Regions from separate parts of the Triticum aestivum genome. Here region 2 is linked to region 1. A link is a contact called in public Hi-C data. All regions are on one chromosome and are shown on one strand. Each heading gives the region's core, a stretch centred on a gene start, on an enhancer-like site or on the middle of the called end of the contact. The rest is flanking DNA. Distances are from core to core; before and after follow the strand shown.

The links. A called contact is a pair of places that touch in the nucleus more often than the background predicts.
Region 2: a contact with region 1 is called in a Hi-C map of leaf, with 4 times the contacts expected there. The contact joins two enhancer-like sites. A contact is called at or near these places in 3 of 5 Hi-C or Micro-C datasets (all in leaf).

Annotation. Positions count from the first base shown.
Region 1 is chr4B:606,718,303-606,725,282 of IWGSC CS RefSeq v2.1, forward strand. No RefSeq gene overlaps it. Among protein-coding and RNA genes, the nearest start is that of LOC123093534, 390 kb to the left of the region's middle. Within about 2 kb of position 3,904, at least 1 of the 8 cell types and tissues checked has an H3K27ac peak or open chromatin away from gene starts, as enhancers often do. A contact at or near this core is called in leaf, where this site is marked.
Region 2 is chr4B:607,263,012-607,270,233 of IWGSC CS RefSeq v2.1, forward strand. No RefSeq gene overlaps it. Among protein-coding and RNA genes, the nearest start is that of LOC123089378, 240 kb to the right of the region's middle. Within about 2 kb of position 5,965, at least 4 of the 8 cell types and tissues checked have an H3K27ac peak or open chromatin away from gene starts, as enhancers often do. A contact at or near this core is called in leaf, where this site is marked.

The DNA of each region.
Region 1 (6,980 bases), core at 2,654-5,153:
TACACCTCCGTGATAACGGTATTTTTCTTCTTATTTAGCCTGTTTAGTCCATTTATGACATAATTTAGCCTATTTAGTCCACAAATGACATAATAAGATGAAGAAAATCAAGGAAGAGGAAGGAAAGAAGGAATAGGAAGAAAAGAAGAGTCTTCTTCTTCTTCTTCTTCTTCTTCTTTTCCTCCTCTTACTTGTTTTTATTTGTAAATGGCATCATAACCTTACTAACCTCATAAATGTCATATACTTAGCTTGTTGTCCTCTAAAATGACACAATAAGCGTAGTTAGGTCAAAAATGGCATAATTTGCTACGTTAGCTCAAAAATGGCATTTTTTTTCTTCTTATTTAGCCTATTTAGTCCATTTATGACATAATTTAGCCTATTTAGTCCACAAATGACATAATAAGATGAAGGAAATCAAGAAAGAGGAAGAAAAGAAGGAATAGGAAGAAAAGAAGAAGAAGGAGAAGAAGACTAGAAGAAGAAGAAGGAGAAGAAGACTAGAATGTTGTCATAGATGGAGTTGTGTGTTGGATACATGAAGATACATCATATGTCTTGTGTGCCTGTGAAAAAAATATGTATATCTGTGTGTGAATTCCAATGAAATTAAATGGATATAACTAAAAACAGGGGATATATAGCCTCTTTGCCGTCTGCTAGCATAGCCTCTTTGCGGTCCGCTAGCAGACGGCAAAGAGGACACGTGGCAGCTACCTGTAGACACTGGAAACACTGGCTGCCTATTTGGTCAGCTATACCGTCTGCCAGCGGACGGCAAAGACCTTTGGATCTTTGTCGTCTGCTGGCAGACGGCATAGCTGGCCACGTGATAGCTTCCCAGTGATGGCCTAACTGAGCTCTTTGTCTTCCGTCAGCAGACGGCAAAGAGCTTCGACTCAGTGCCGTCCGCTGGCTGACGGCAAAGAGCGCCGTTAACCCCTAACGGCTTTGACGCCACCCCACTGTCGTCTGTTGTCTTTGCCATCTGCTGGTCTCAGATGGCGGACGGCACAATCATTTGCCGTCCGTTTCTAGGAAGCGGACGACAAAAAAGGCCTTTGCTGGCACCTGTTCAGACAGACAGTTTGACGTCTGCTGGCGGACGGCAAAGAAGTTTGTTGTCCGGGATCTATGCCTTTGCCGTCTGCCATGGCGGACGGCAAAGAAGCTGATTCCAGTAGTGCACGTGGGTGACCATAGATATCAGGTGGTTATTATGGGCCATATATGGTCTGGGCCAAAATCGATATATGGGTGGTTATTATGCCACTCGGAAGAGACTCTGGTAGAGTTACTCTAGGTCATGTATACGTATGACGCATCATCCATTCGTCCACGTCCGCGTCGGCAGCACAACCATGATCATACAGTTTTATTCTAGGATATTATTATTATACACATTTCAATAGACAGCTCATACAATCATCTCAACACACAAAGAACTGGACTGCAATTTCTTTGGGATTCTGCGCAGTGCTAATTCCTAGGTAGAGTACGGGCATCCGTTCGTCCACGTCGATCGGCAGCACAACCATGATCCCTCCCTAGGCAAACACAAGGCTATAGCGTCCCTTGTCAGTTCCAAAAATTTCTTTCTTGCTTCCCACGTCCCACCAGCTGCTCCGTAGTCCGTACGCGTCGTCGTCTCCTCCACAAGAATGCTCTCGCGCGTCGACAAAACAGAATGGTGGCGAATCAGACCACCGCTTCGGATGCGCCCGCCGGCCAACGTCCGACAGAAGGTGCATATGCATGCATGCATCCGCCACAACGGCTGCGTTGATGTAATACCGATGCCGCCGACGAGCAGCAAACCGCCTTGCCGTGCACACAGAAATGCAGCTGTAGCCCGTCGACGCCGCACGCCACTAAACGCTCAAATTTGTACTGGCTTCACCAAGTGCACCCTACCCTACTATACCAGCCTAGCTGGCGGATCTGCAAGGAGTCTAGGACGTCGCGCGCTCTATATATACCTTCCGCCCGGCGCCCCTCTCTGTCTCATCGTTCTCCAAGTCAACCTCTAGGTCAGCTAGCAAGGCCACCGACAGGGAGCTGATGGACTACGAGGTGCCGGAGTGCCAGGGATTCCCTGGGGTTGACGACGACCTGCGCGCGCTCGACGACTACAACTTCACGTGAGTGCCGTACATCTGGTTTTGTTCATTGTTCAGGGGAGCGAGTGTGATCATGACGGAACTTTGCAGCCCCGAGCTACTCGAGCTGCTGCTGCTTCAAGTGGACGACGGCGGTGGCGCGGGAAGCTCCGTCGCCCACGAAAACTTTCCGCCGTCGTCTCCTCTGCCAACGTACTATACCGCAGGCAACCCATCTGGGGAAGTGGTCGTGAGCGACGCCGAGATGGCGTCATGGCTCTGCCAGATCTACGAGCAGGAGGCTCCTGATGACCATAAGCCGCGGGGCGCTGCGACCGCGACAACGACCGAGGGAGGCAACACTGCGCCCAGAAGCTGCGGCGGCACCGCCACCGTGGGCACGCCAACCGCCAGCGTGGCAGCGGGTGGAGCAGCCGAGGGCAGACGTGGGCAGTTGAGCAGCGGCCGGAGACGGTCTTGTTCGGGAAAAGCTGCAGAGCAGGTAAGAAATGCACATATCAGGAGTTCGTATACGTTCGCCGGATGTATAGATATGGTTGGCTTAGTTTGCATGCATGCACGCAGAGGCGGCGGGACAAGATCAACGACAAGATGAGGACTTTACAGCAACTGATTCCCAGGTGCAGTAAGGTAATAACACTAGTAGTACTTTCGAAAATCATTTCCTAATTTGTATTTCTATCCATTTATACTAGAATGCCATGATTAAAATTTCTTACACTAATTTTGACCCAAACAGTACGCTCAAAAAAAAATTAGACCCAAACAAAATTAAGATGAAGTGCGTATGCATGGAGTAGTTTTGATGGGTATGTACATATGACCTATATGCGACTTTTTTTCATCAGACTGACAAGGTCTCGACGCTGGAGGAGGTCATCAAGTACATGAAATCACTCCAGCACCAAGTGCAGGTATATATCTATACCCATATCTTTTCGCGTTTCTTCCTTTTTCTTGACCGCGTTTGAAAGCCTATGTGCTGTACGTCCAAAAAGTAGGCAGAGAACTAGTTTCACTTGGCATGCGTTCAGGTGATGTCGGCCAGCCCGACGACGACGCCAATCTTTGCGCCGTCCTGCATGCAACTGGCGGGCTTGCAGGCTCCGGCGATGATGCCCCCTCGGTACCCGGTTTTCCCGACGGTGTACGCCTGTCCTCACCACGGTACGCCGCTGCTGCTGTCGCCGCCGGGGCCGCATACTCGTCGCCATCAGGTAGAACCTGCAAGATCACACGGCGGCCGGCAGCAGCTAATTGCTCATCGTCGTCGTACGTCTTGTCCGAACGACCTCACAGGTAAAGCATGCAGATTCACGTAACGTGTGTACTGTACGTGATCGACCAGCAAGGGTGATGATATCGCAACTACGGGACGTGAGCGGGGTGCGGTCTTACTGCAGCGCCACCGGCGCCGCAGTTCGCGCCACACGATCAGCGATGCAGCGCCGCGCCATGGTGACGGCGCAAAAGATGGACGTGTGACGCCGACGCGCATCTCACACCATAGAGCCGTCACGCTGTAACCAGTGTCCATGTGTAAAATGTCACGTATGTACCCGGTCGCTTATATAACTATGATGCGAGGAAGAAATGGAAAATGATGGGTATGGTCTCCCGGCAAAAAGGAAAGAGAAAAGGGGAAATGATGGGCATGATATCCCGACAAATAAGAAAAAGAAACCACATTTGCTAATGGGGGGCGCTAGGCGCCAACCAGCTGTTGAGGAGGAATAATCAGCTGTCTCCCATGCCGTTGGATCCAATCCCCGTAGCCGTTGGATTGGTCAACGCATCCCGCCCTTTCCCACCCAGGTTTTTCCTTTGCTGACGCTGGTAGCCCCCCTCCCCCACCCTGTGCGCCCCGTAAAACATCGAAGCGGCTTCCCACTAGAAGCACAACAACCTCCCTTCGCAGCTCCGACCATATATTCGTAGCATCGGCTAGCAACACGGCAGAAAAAAATCGGTGGCGGCACCCCCTCGCAGCACAACAGCGCCTCCTCAACATCCGGTTCACAGCATGGCGCCACCTCCCAAACACCGGCTCGTGCAGGTGGCCCTCACAGCAAGGGCTAGTTGCACAATGGTGGCGTCCCTCGAAGCATTGGGCTAGGAGTGGGATGGCGCCTACAACACCCGGCCCACTTCATAGCATGGGGTGCCTCCATGAATCCAGCTCATAGTACAGACGCCCCCGCATGCAGCACGCTGACTGCTGCAACGCAGCTGTGCATACTGGGAAGGGGCGCATTGCGGAAGCCTTGCAGCAGTGGTGGTCACAAATTGTTGCGGTAGAGGGATGCAGTGTCGTTATTGCTCATCGCAGCATCGTCGTTGGCCATCGCAGAAAGTCCATATGGTGACGTTAGATCCAGAAGAGGTTTCAGGTGAAGGTTGGGGTCAACGCACGGATAGGAGAAAAGAACGAGTGTGGCTGGGAGCTTCGGTCAGGACAAAGATTAGAAAGGAGATACGGTGTGCGGGCCCTACCTGGACATGTGGCGAGCATGGGATGCGGCTTACGCAAGAGAAAATAACAGTCAGTTGAAAACGAGTGGTTTTCATTTGCTTATCATCTGTCGGCTGAAAACATGATTTGTATAAGTCGATCCTAGGAGAAGAGGTAACACTAAGGTGGAAACGAGGGTGATGTGGCCGGCTATGGCGGACGAGACTTGCCTGCTCCCTGCGCGTGCTCCCATCCGTGCTCCCGCGTACATGACTTGATTTGATTGGAACAAAATAAGGCCCGGCCCCACCCTCTTAAAATCAGGGGGGAGATGATTAGATTAGAAAGGAGAAGGAAAAAATGACAGCCGTAGGATGAAGTGGGAGCACGGATGGAAATATGGAAAGGGAGCAGGCAAGCCGGATGCGGCTATGGCATCCCACGCGCTGCCCAGTCCCTAAAAAAATGCGCTGCCCAAGATGAGGCTCGTCTCAGGACCTTCTATACCGCTTGCTGCGCGTTGGGAGGAGACACAGCACACCCTGCGAGCACTGTACCTCGCATTAAGCGAGTGACCCTTTCGTCTCACTGAAGCTTTTTGCCCCGCGTTGTAGTGACTACACCGACCCAGTTCTATCTGCTTTTTTTCCTTCGCAAGTTCGTTTGCCAAGCTCGGTGTGGTGGTTTATTCCCGTTTTTTTCATTTCTTTTTCCTTTTTCTTTCTCTTTACTGTGTTTTTTAACTGCTTTTTTGTTCTTCTGTTTTCTTTGCTTTTCCAACGGTTTTCTTCCTTTCTTTGCCTATTTTCACCGGTTTGTTATTTTTTCGTTTTTTCTTGGTTTTCATTGGTTTTTTATTTTCATTCTTTCTTCAATTTTTATTTATTTATTTCTGGTTTTCATCGTTTTTTGTTTACTAAATTATTTTGCATTTGTTTCTTCTGGTTTTTTCATATTCTTTTTATTTTATTCAGTTTGTTTCTTTTTAGTTTTCATTTTTTTTCTTTGTTTCTTTTGGTTTTACTCTACTTTTTATTTATATGTCAACAATATTTTCCCAATACATGCTTAAATTTTTTCCAATAAAAATTTAATTTTTTTAATACGTGGTCAATATTTGGTTTTTTCTGTACATATTTTAAACATTTTTAATTGATTGATTCACATTTTTCGATACGAGATTAACATTTTTTTAATACAAGGTCAACATTATTTCTATACACCCTTCTAAATTTTTTCAAATGCTTGATTCACATGTTTCAAATACAAGATTAACATTTTCTAATACAAGGTTACAATTTTTTCTATGCACATATAATATTTTTCAAATGCTTGATTAACATTTTCTCAAGGCAATACTAACATTTTTACTAACACATTTGGTCAACATATAACAGTTGGTCAACATTTTTACTAACACATTTAACATTTATCAAATGCTTGACTAACATTTTTAAATACTTGTTTAACAATTTTATATACATGGTAAAAAATTCGCCATTTTTTAAGTATATAGTCAATATTTTTCCTATAAACATTTTACAAATTTCAAATACTTTTTCCACATCTGTTAAATGCTTGATTAAAAAAAATATTGATGATAAAAAAAATCATCAATGTTTAATACATTGTCAACACTTTTTCTTTACACATTTAACTTCGTCCAAATATTTGTTAAACATTTTTCAAACACTTGTTCAACATTTTTTGAAATGCTTGATTAATTTTTTTAAACATTTCTCATATACGTGGTCAACATTTTTCAAAATTTTAACATAGAGTTATTTTTTAAATACGTATATTTAAAATAATTGGAAGTATATGCAAAGCTAAAATAAATCAAAAACAAAATCAAAAAACCTGAAAAAAAACAGAAAACGAGGTTTTGTTTCATGCAGGTCTGGGCTTGCCCAACTCATGGCACCAAACCTTCAGCTAGGGTTCCCTCTATCTTGTTGAATGCGAGACATAGGGGATTTGTTGAAAATGTTAAAAGTGTATAGAAGAAATATTTTCCATATATTATGAAAATATTAATCTTGTATTTTGAAAATCTTAGTTAACCATTTGAAAAAAAGTAATGTGCATAAATATTGATCATGTTTTAGAAAAATGTTAGTAAATCATTTAAAAAACTGTTAAATGTGTGTAGCAACAATGTTGACCACGTATTTAAAAAAATATTAATCCTTTATATGAATAATGTTAAACATGTATTGCATACATACACAAATTGTGCAATGTGTATGGGAAAAAGTAGACATCAAAAAATATAATTCCTGAAAAATGCTAATAATGTAACTAAAAAATGTTAACACTGTATATAAAAAATGTTTCAGATGTATACAGAAAATGTTGAATGTGTACAAAAAAAAGTTAACATGTGTTCTTGAACCAGATGAAAA
Region 2 (7,222 bases), core at 4,715-7,214, 550 kb after region 1:
ATTGGAAAACTCAAGAATCTTAACTGGCTTCTCTTCATAGGTCAGATCACTATCCAACTGAATCGCTTACAGTGGCACTCTATCTCTCAGAGGGATGTCAGCCATCTTTGTGTGACACTTCTTCACTGGAAAACGTGAAACACATCATGAACTCCAGACAATCCTTCGGGTAATTCCAACTTGTAAGCAACTTCTCCCATACGTTCCAAAACTCTATATGGTCCCACAAAACGTGGTGCTAGCTTACCTTTGACTCCAAATCGTTTAACTCCTCTAAGTGGGGACACACGAAGATATACTCTGTCTCTAACTTCGTAAGCTACCTCCTTGCGTTTAGTATCTGCATAACTCTTCTGCTTGGACTGGGCTACTTTGAGTCTATCCCAAATCAACTTAACCTTCTCCTCAGAATCTCTGATTAAGTCTGGTCTGAATAATTGTCTATCTCCAACTTCATCCCACGATAGTGGTGTCCTGCACCTCCTTCCTTACAAGGCTTCGAATGGTTGTACTAAATTATAGCTTGGTACCCAAAGTTTCGTGCAACTGATTCCAAAACTTTGAAGTAAACTATGTTCCTCTATCTAATACGATGGTCCTCGGAACTCCATGCAGACATACGATCCTGGTCATGTATATCTTCACCAACTTAGCACTCATGTAAGTTGTGTTCACAGGGATGAAATAGGCTACCTTCGTCAAGCGATCTACTACAACCCAGATAGAGTCATAGCCTGAATTTGTCCTGGGTAATCCAGTGATAAAATCCATGCCTAATTTATCCCACTTCCATTCGGGTATCGGCAAAGGCTGTAGTAACCCTACTGGTTTCTGATGTTCTGCCTTAACTCTCTGACATACATCGCATACTGCTACATATTGTGCGATATTCTTCTTCATTCCTGTCCACCAAAAACCTTCCTTCAAATCCAGATACATCTTGGTGTTGCCTGAGTGAATCGAATAAGGCGAATCATGAGCCTCTTGAAGAATCAACTTCCTGATCTTGGGGTCATTGGGCACATAGATATGATCCTCAAACCATAGAGTCTCGTGTTCATCCTCACGAAAACCTTTAGCCTTTCCTTTACTCATTCTTTCCTTTATCTCTGCAATCTCCTTGTCAGTCTTTCTGAGCTTCTCGGATCTTTCCCAGTAAAGTGGACTGAATTTCCAATGCTGCAACATAACCTCTCGGAACTATCTCCAATTGAAGCTCTCGAAGGTCGTCAACTAACTCCTTAGGTAATCCTCCGGTTATGAGCGTGTTAACATAACTCTTGCGGCTCAACGCATTTGCTACGACATTGGCCTTTCCTGAATGATAATGCAATCTCTTGTCATATTCCTTTATGAGCTCCAACCATCTCCTTTGCCTGAGGTTCAACTCCTTCTGCGTGAAGATGTATTTCAAACTCTTATGATCCGTGTAAACATCACAACGGTTTTTGATGAGAAAGTTTCTCCATGTCTTAAGCACATGCACTACAGCTGCTAACTCCAAATCATGTGTGGTATAATTCAACTCATGAGGTCGAAGCTGTCGTGAGGCATATGAAACAACTTTTCCTTCTTGCATGAGAATACCTCCAAGTCCCTGACGTGAAGCGTTGCAATAGACTTGTAAATCCTTGCGTATGTCTGGGAGAATCAGCACTGGGGCTGTAACCAATCGTTTTTTCAACTCCTGAAAACTGGCCTCACACTCTTCACTCCATTTAAACTTGGTGTCCTTCTTCAATAACTCCGCCATGGGCTTCGCAATCTTGGAAAAATTCTCAATGTATCTTTGATAGTAACCTGCGAGTCCAAGAAAACTTCTGATCTCTCCAACTGAGGTGGGTGCCAACCACTCAGTGACAGACGCAACCTTGGTAGGGTCTACTGCTATTCCTTCTCCTGATATAACATGTCCGAGAAACCAACTTCCTTCAACCAAAACTGACATTTGCTGAACTTGGCATACAACTGATGTTCCCTGAGCTTCTCGAGAATCAAGCGCAAATGCTCCTTATGCTCTTCTTCATTCTTGGAGTAGACCAATATATCATCAATGAACACCACAACAAACTTGTCCAAAAACTCCATGAGCACCTTGTTCATCATACTCATGAAATAGGCAGGGGCATTAGTCAAACCAAACGACATAACTGTATACTCATATAGCCCATACCTCGTAGTAAAAGCTATCTTAGATATATCCTGCTCTCAGATCTTCAACTGGTGATAACCTGATCGAAGATCAATCTTGGAGAAAACCTTAGTTCCTTGCAGCTGGTCAAACAAATCATTGATCATCGACAGAGGGTATTTGTTCTTGATCATCACCTCATTCAGCGCACGATAATAATCACCATGACTACAAGAAATCCGTTAATACATGACGGTTCTATTCCTTCATGGATCAGTAGAAATATGTCATGCGTGCCCATTCATGACGGACTCGACATCCGTCATGTATATCGCGTCATAATTTGACATCGTACCGTCCTTGCCGGTTTTCGACCGTCATGGATCTGCCCTAGGAATTCTTCAATGACGTGCTTGTAACGGCGTTAACATGTTTGCCAGGTCATCATTTGACATGGCAGCCCATGTAGGAATCGACCCAATGGCCCACCAAATTTCAACTAGGTTCAAGAGTGGCAGCCCATATAGCAATCAACCCAATTAAAATTTTGGCCCATTAAACTATGGTCGGTCCAACGCCCACCAATTCACTGCAAGCGATACACCCGCCTCCTATCACATTTCCCTTCTCTTCGTCCATGGAAATTTTAAGACAATATGTTCTGCCTGAAAGAAATATATGCTCATTTCATTAAATTATATAAAATGAAGTTACATAAACAAACCAGGAAATACACCTGTACACGAGCAAAAAGATCCATAAAACTTAATACAAATTAAAATTACAAACATCTCCTAAAGAACCCTAAACTACTCTCGAGCTCCTGAAACGTCGGCGGTGCTCGCCATAAGCAAACTGGGGTTAATGCCCGTGCGTGGGAGACAACATTTTTGCAACCATCTCGCCTTGAACCATCCTTCAAAACGACACTCCGTCTCCATCGATGAAGAGTCCACAAATGTGTGTTACCTGCGTGTCAAGAAGCCCTAAGAATGGCTAAAAAACAGAAACGAAAAGGATGGGAAAATGAAAAGAAACACGGGAGAGAGACCTAGTGGCCTGGTGGGATCCCGCCGGTCCGATGCGGCAGAACTCGACCAAGCGCACCGTCAGTGGAGGCTGAAGTGGCACCTCCCGCACCCCGTAGTCAACGTGCCCGACCCATCCAGCCTCTGCACGCCCACGAGGCCACGAGGGACCTGGTCGCTCCTTGCAGCAATATGGGCACCATCTGCAGCAACTCCGTCGGTGCCACGTGCACTACAGGTCCGCCTTCAGGGGCGTCACCGCCTGTGAGACGAGGCTAACGTCCCGGCGGCACATGGTCGTTGTGCGATGCAGAGGGGAAGATCATCATGGATGAAGAGGTCGCGGCAGCTACCAACGCGGTGGTTGCGGGATGCAGAAGGGAAGATGGCCATGGATGGCGAGGTTGCGTCAGCTGCCACCCTTTTCCTTACTGAAGTGGAGGTGGCCATGGATGGGTAAGGTGGAGGACTGGTGGCGGTGGGTGGAGGATCTGGAGGGGGCGACCGAGATCCACTTCCTCCCGGTGGAAGAGAAGCGGGCTGTCTCGTGCTGGACAGAAGAAAACACAAGCAAGATAAGAGGTTTCCTTGCCGTTGGATCCTAGGGGAATAGACGGTTTGGATCTGCAATCCGTGGGATGCTTAGATCAGCCAATCACAACGCAGCTTTGCCCTCACGCTGGATCGCCACTTTGGCTGGAAACTCTAGTGGGCCTCTGTTGATAGTGAGGCCGGCCACGAATTCAATTTTTTTTTTCAATTATTCAAATAACCAAATAAGGCATCCTTTTAGGGTCGCTTCGAAAACCTAAAAAAGGAATAACTTCAAAAAAGAATTATCATATACTCACTCCGTCTCGTAATATAAGAGCGTTTTCTTACACTAGTGTAGTGTCAAAAACGCTCTTATATTACGGGGCGAAGTGAGTATATCACAATAAAATTTTAATGTAAGATTCTACATGGAAGTTGTTTTGTGGGATATTCCATAAAATGAATTTCCGCATGTCAACTGAAATGAATTCCAGTTCGACCTACATATATATCAAGTAAGGTCAAAAACATTGCCGGTCGTTTCCTTTACAATAGATATATTCTTAGTGGTGTATCTTTGAGTGTAGAAAAAGTTTCATTGTCAAACGAGGTACCAACTAGAACTTTGCCATCAAACCCAGATCGTTCCTCGTCGAAACCATGTTTTTTCATCAAAGATGTTCCGGCTTGCGTGCAGTGTATGTCATAAATTTTGTGAAACCTTTTCAACATTTTACTACAACCTCTGGAGGTTATATGATATGAGGGCACCATGCCAATATTTTTCAGACTTCATTTGTATTTTCCAGAATTACAAAACAATAAACTCCATCTTCAGGGTTAAGACTTGGCACCCTTGTGTTTGGAATTTCTTCATTTTCTTGGATAGGGCCAAAACATAGACTCTAGAACACATATATGATTTCTCAAATAATTTGTACCAACTTTTTTATTCAAATGTAGTTTAAAATTGAATTATATTCATTAAATTCCTAGAAATGCACTAAATGACTTACATATAGCACACAGACCCCCAAAAAATGCTCATCTTTCACATGGATCGTGCAATGGTGTATGTTGAGTGTAGAAAAAAAAAATCAAGGCCAACTGATGAAGCAGTGGTCGATTCGCCTCCAAACCTCACCTGTTATCTCTTGGAACCTAAATTCTTTTCTGGAGATGATCGAAATGGTAAGCAACTAGTTTGGGACACGTGAGGTCGAGGGCCCGAGTCTTGGGTGGTAGCCTTTTTATTAGTTTAGCATGAGTCGGACCACAACATTTAACTAAGACAACCAAAAAAAAGTGTTTGTGCATTTGAAAAAAGCATTCAAAATGTTTTTTGAAAAATCGCTTGTATTAAAAATTGTGGATGTATTTTTGAAAAACAATCATGCTTTGAAATAATTGACAACGTGTATTTTAAAAAATGTTCAACAAGTAGAAAATGCTCAAATAATTTTAATACATTTCTACAATGTATTATAGTTAAAAAAAATGCATGCTGTCACTGCTTTTAGTAATTGTATGTTTTTCAAGAATACAATGAATATACGCAATAATTGTGGGTGCTTGTGGTCATGAGTGAAGGACGTACTTTAAAAAATCACATAAGTTTTTAAAACAATTTTGTTTACCTCTTCAAGTTAACTATATAATGAAATGTAATAAAGATTCAAATACACAATAATTGTGTATTGGTAATTATTTTGGACTTTTCTTACATTTATTTTCAATTGGAAAAGCCAAAAGGAAAAGTAAAAACGAATTTGAAAACTAAATATATGAAAACCAGTAGTTGGTCATATAATTGGGCAAAAATATAACCATTTTATAAAAATACGCTGAACATGTTGTCATTTTTTAGTAGTTTGTAGTTTAGAAATACGATCATGATACACAATAATTGTGTGTGCTTGTAGTATGGAATGAATATATATTTTACATTTCCTTTTTTAAAATCCACACACATTTAAAAATAATCATGTTTACCTCTTCAAGCTAAAATATAATGAGATTGAATAAAATTTAAAATACACAACAATTTTATTTGTTAAAAAATAAATTTAAAAATAAACATGAACTAGATAAAATAAAATAAACTAAAATAAAAAACCAAGTAGAATATGCATAAAGAAAATCCTTAGAAGATACAATATGTATGAAAAAAAGTAACGTGCAGTACTGGGCCAGCCCACATGCTCGTGAAAGCGAGCGATATGTGTAGTCTTAAAAAAAGGTACTGCATTACCGCTAGTTGGTTTGTTAGCTTGCAGGGCTCTAACGGGAACTCCTATTGGACGCTCACTGCGGCAAGCAGTCGGCGCTTCGCACAGGGCAGGTGCGAGGAAGCGACCGAGTGGGCCGGCCCGTTTAGCGTTACAGCAGACCCCGGTTTTGGAACCTTCTATGATGTTTTCAGCCGGTTTTTTTCCGGTTTTGGGAACCTTCTAGAAGGTTCCTGAACCGGCTTTTTCTTTTTCAGTTTCTTTTTCGTTTTTCGTTTTTCTATTTCTCTTCTTTTACTTTTTTCTTTTCTTCAGTTTCCTTTTTTCTGTTTCTTTTTCCTTTTCATTTTTTTCTTTTCAAGTTTATTTTCAAAAAAAATCCGAATTTCAGTTTTTTTCCTGTTTTCCAGATTTTGTTCAAAAATTCAAAAAATGTTCCCATTTCACAAAATTTGTTCATAAATTTAAAAAATGTTCCTGCTTTCAAATTTTTGTTCTGAATTTTCAGAAAATGTTCCTGTTTTTTCAAAAATTGTTCAAATAATTTTTATTCATTTTTTGACAAATTTGAAAATTAAGTGCGTTGATTTAAAAAAGTGCCTGCTTTCAAAAATTGTTCACAAATTTAAAAAAGTGTTCTTATTTTTCAAAATTTTGTTCATGCTTTAAAAAATGTTCTTCTTTTTCAAAATTTTCAAAAAATGTTCTTATTTTTTAAATCATGTTCAGTTTATGCAGCTGAAAAATGTTCACCTATATAAAAAATGTTTGCACTTTCAAAAAATGTTCGAAGCACTAGAAAAAAGTTTCCGTTTCAACTGTTTGGTCATGTATATAAAAAATGTTCTCCTTTTCAAAATTGTTCTCAGTTAAAAGAAATTTTTTCTGAATTTAAAAAGTTGTCCCCGTTTTCAAACTTTGTTCACCAATTCCAAAAAAATTGTTCACAAATTTCAAAAATTGTTCTTATTTTCAAATTTTTGTTCATGTATGAAAAAATGTTCTTGTTTTACAAAAAATGTTCTTAGTTTTTGAAATCATGTTCAGTTTACGCAGCTGAAAAACGTTCACCTATATAAAAAATGTTCGCACTTTCAAAAAATGTACGAAGCACTAGAAAAAAGTTTCCGTTTCAACTGTTTGGTCATGTATATAAAAAATGTTCTCCTTTTCAAAATTGTTCTCAGTTAAAAGAAATTTATTTTGAATTTAAAAATCGGACGCTCGCTGTGGCAAGCAGTCGGCTTTTCGCACACAAGCAGCTTGGCTGGGCCGGCCCATATTGCGGGTGCGCCACATTC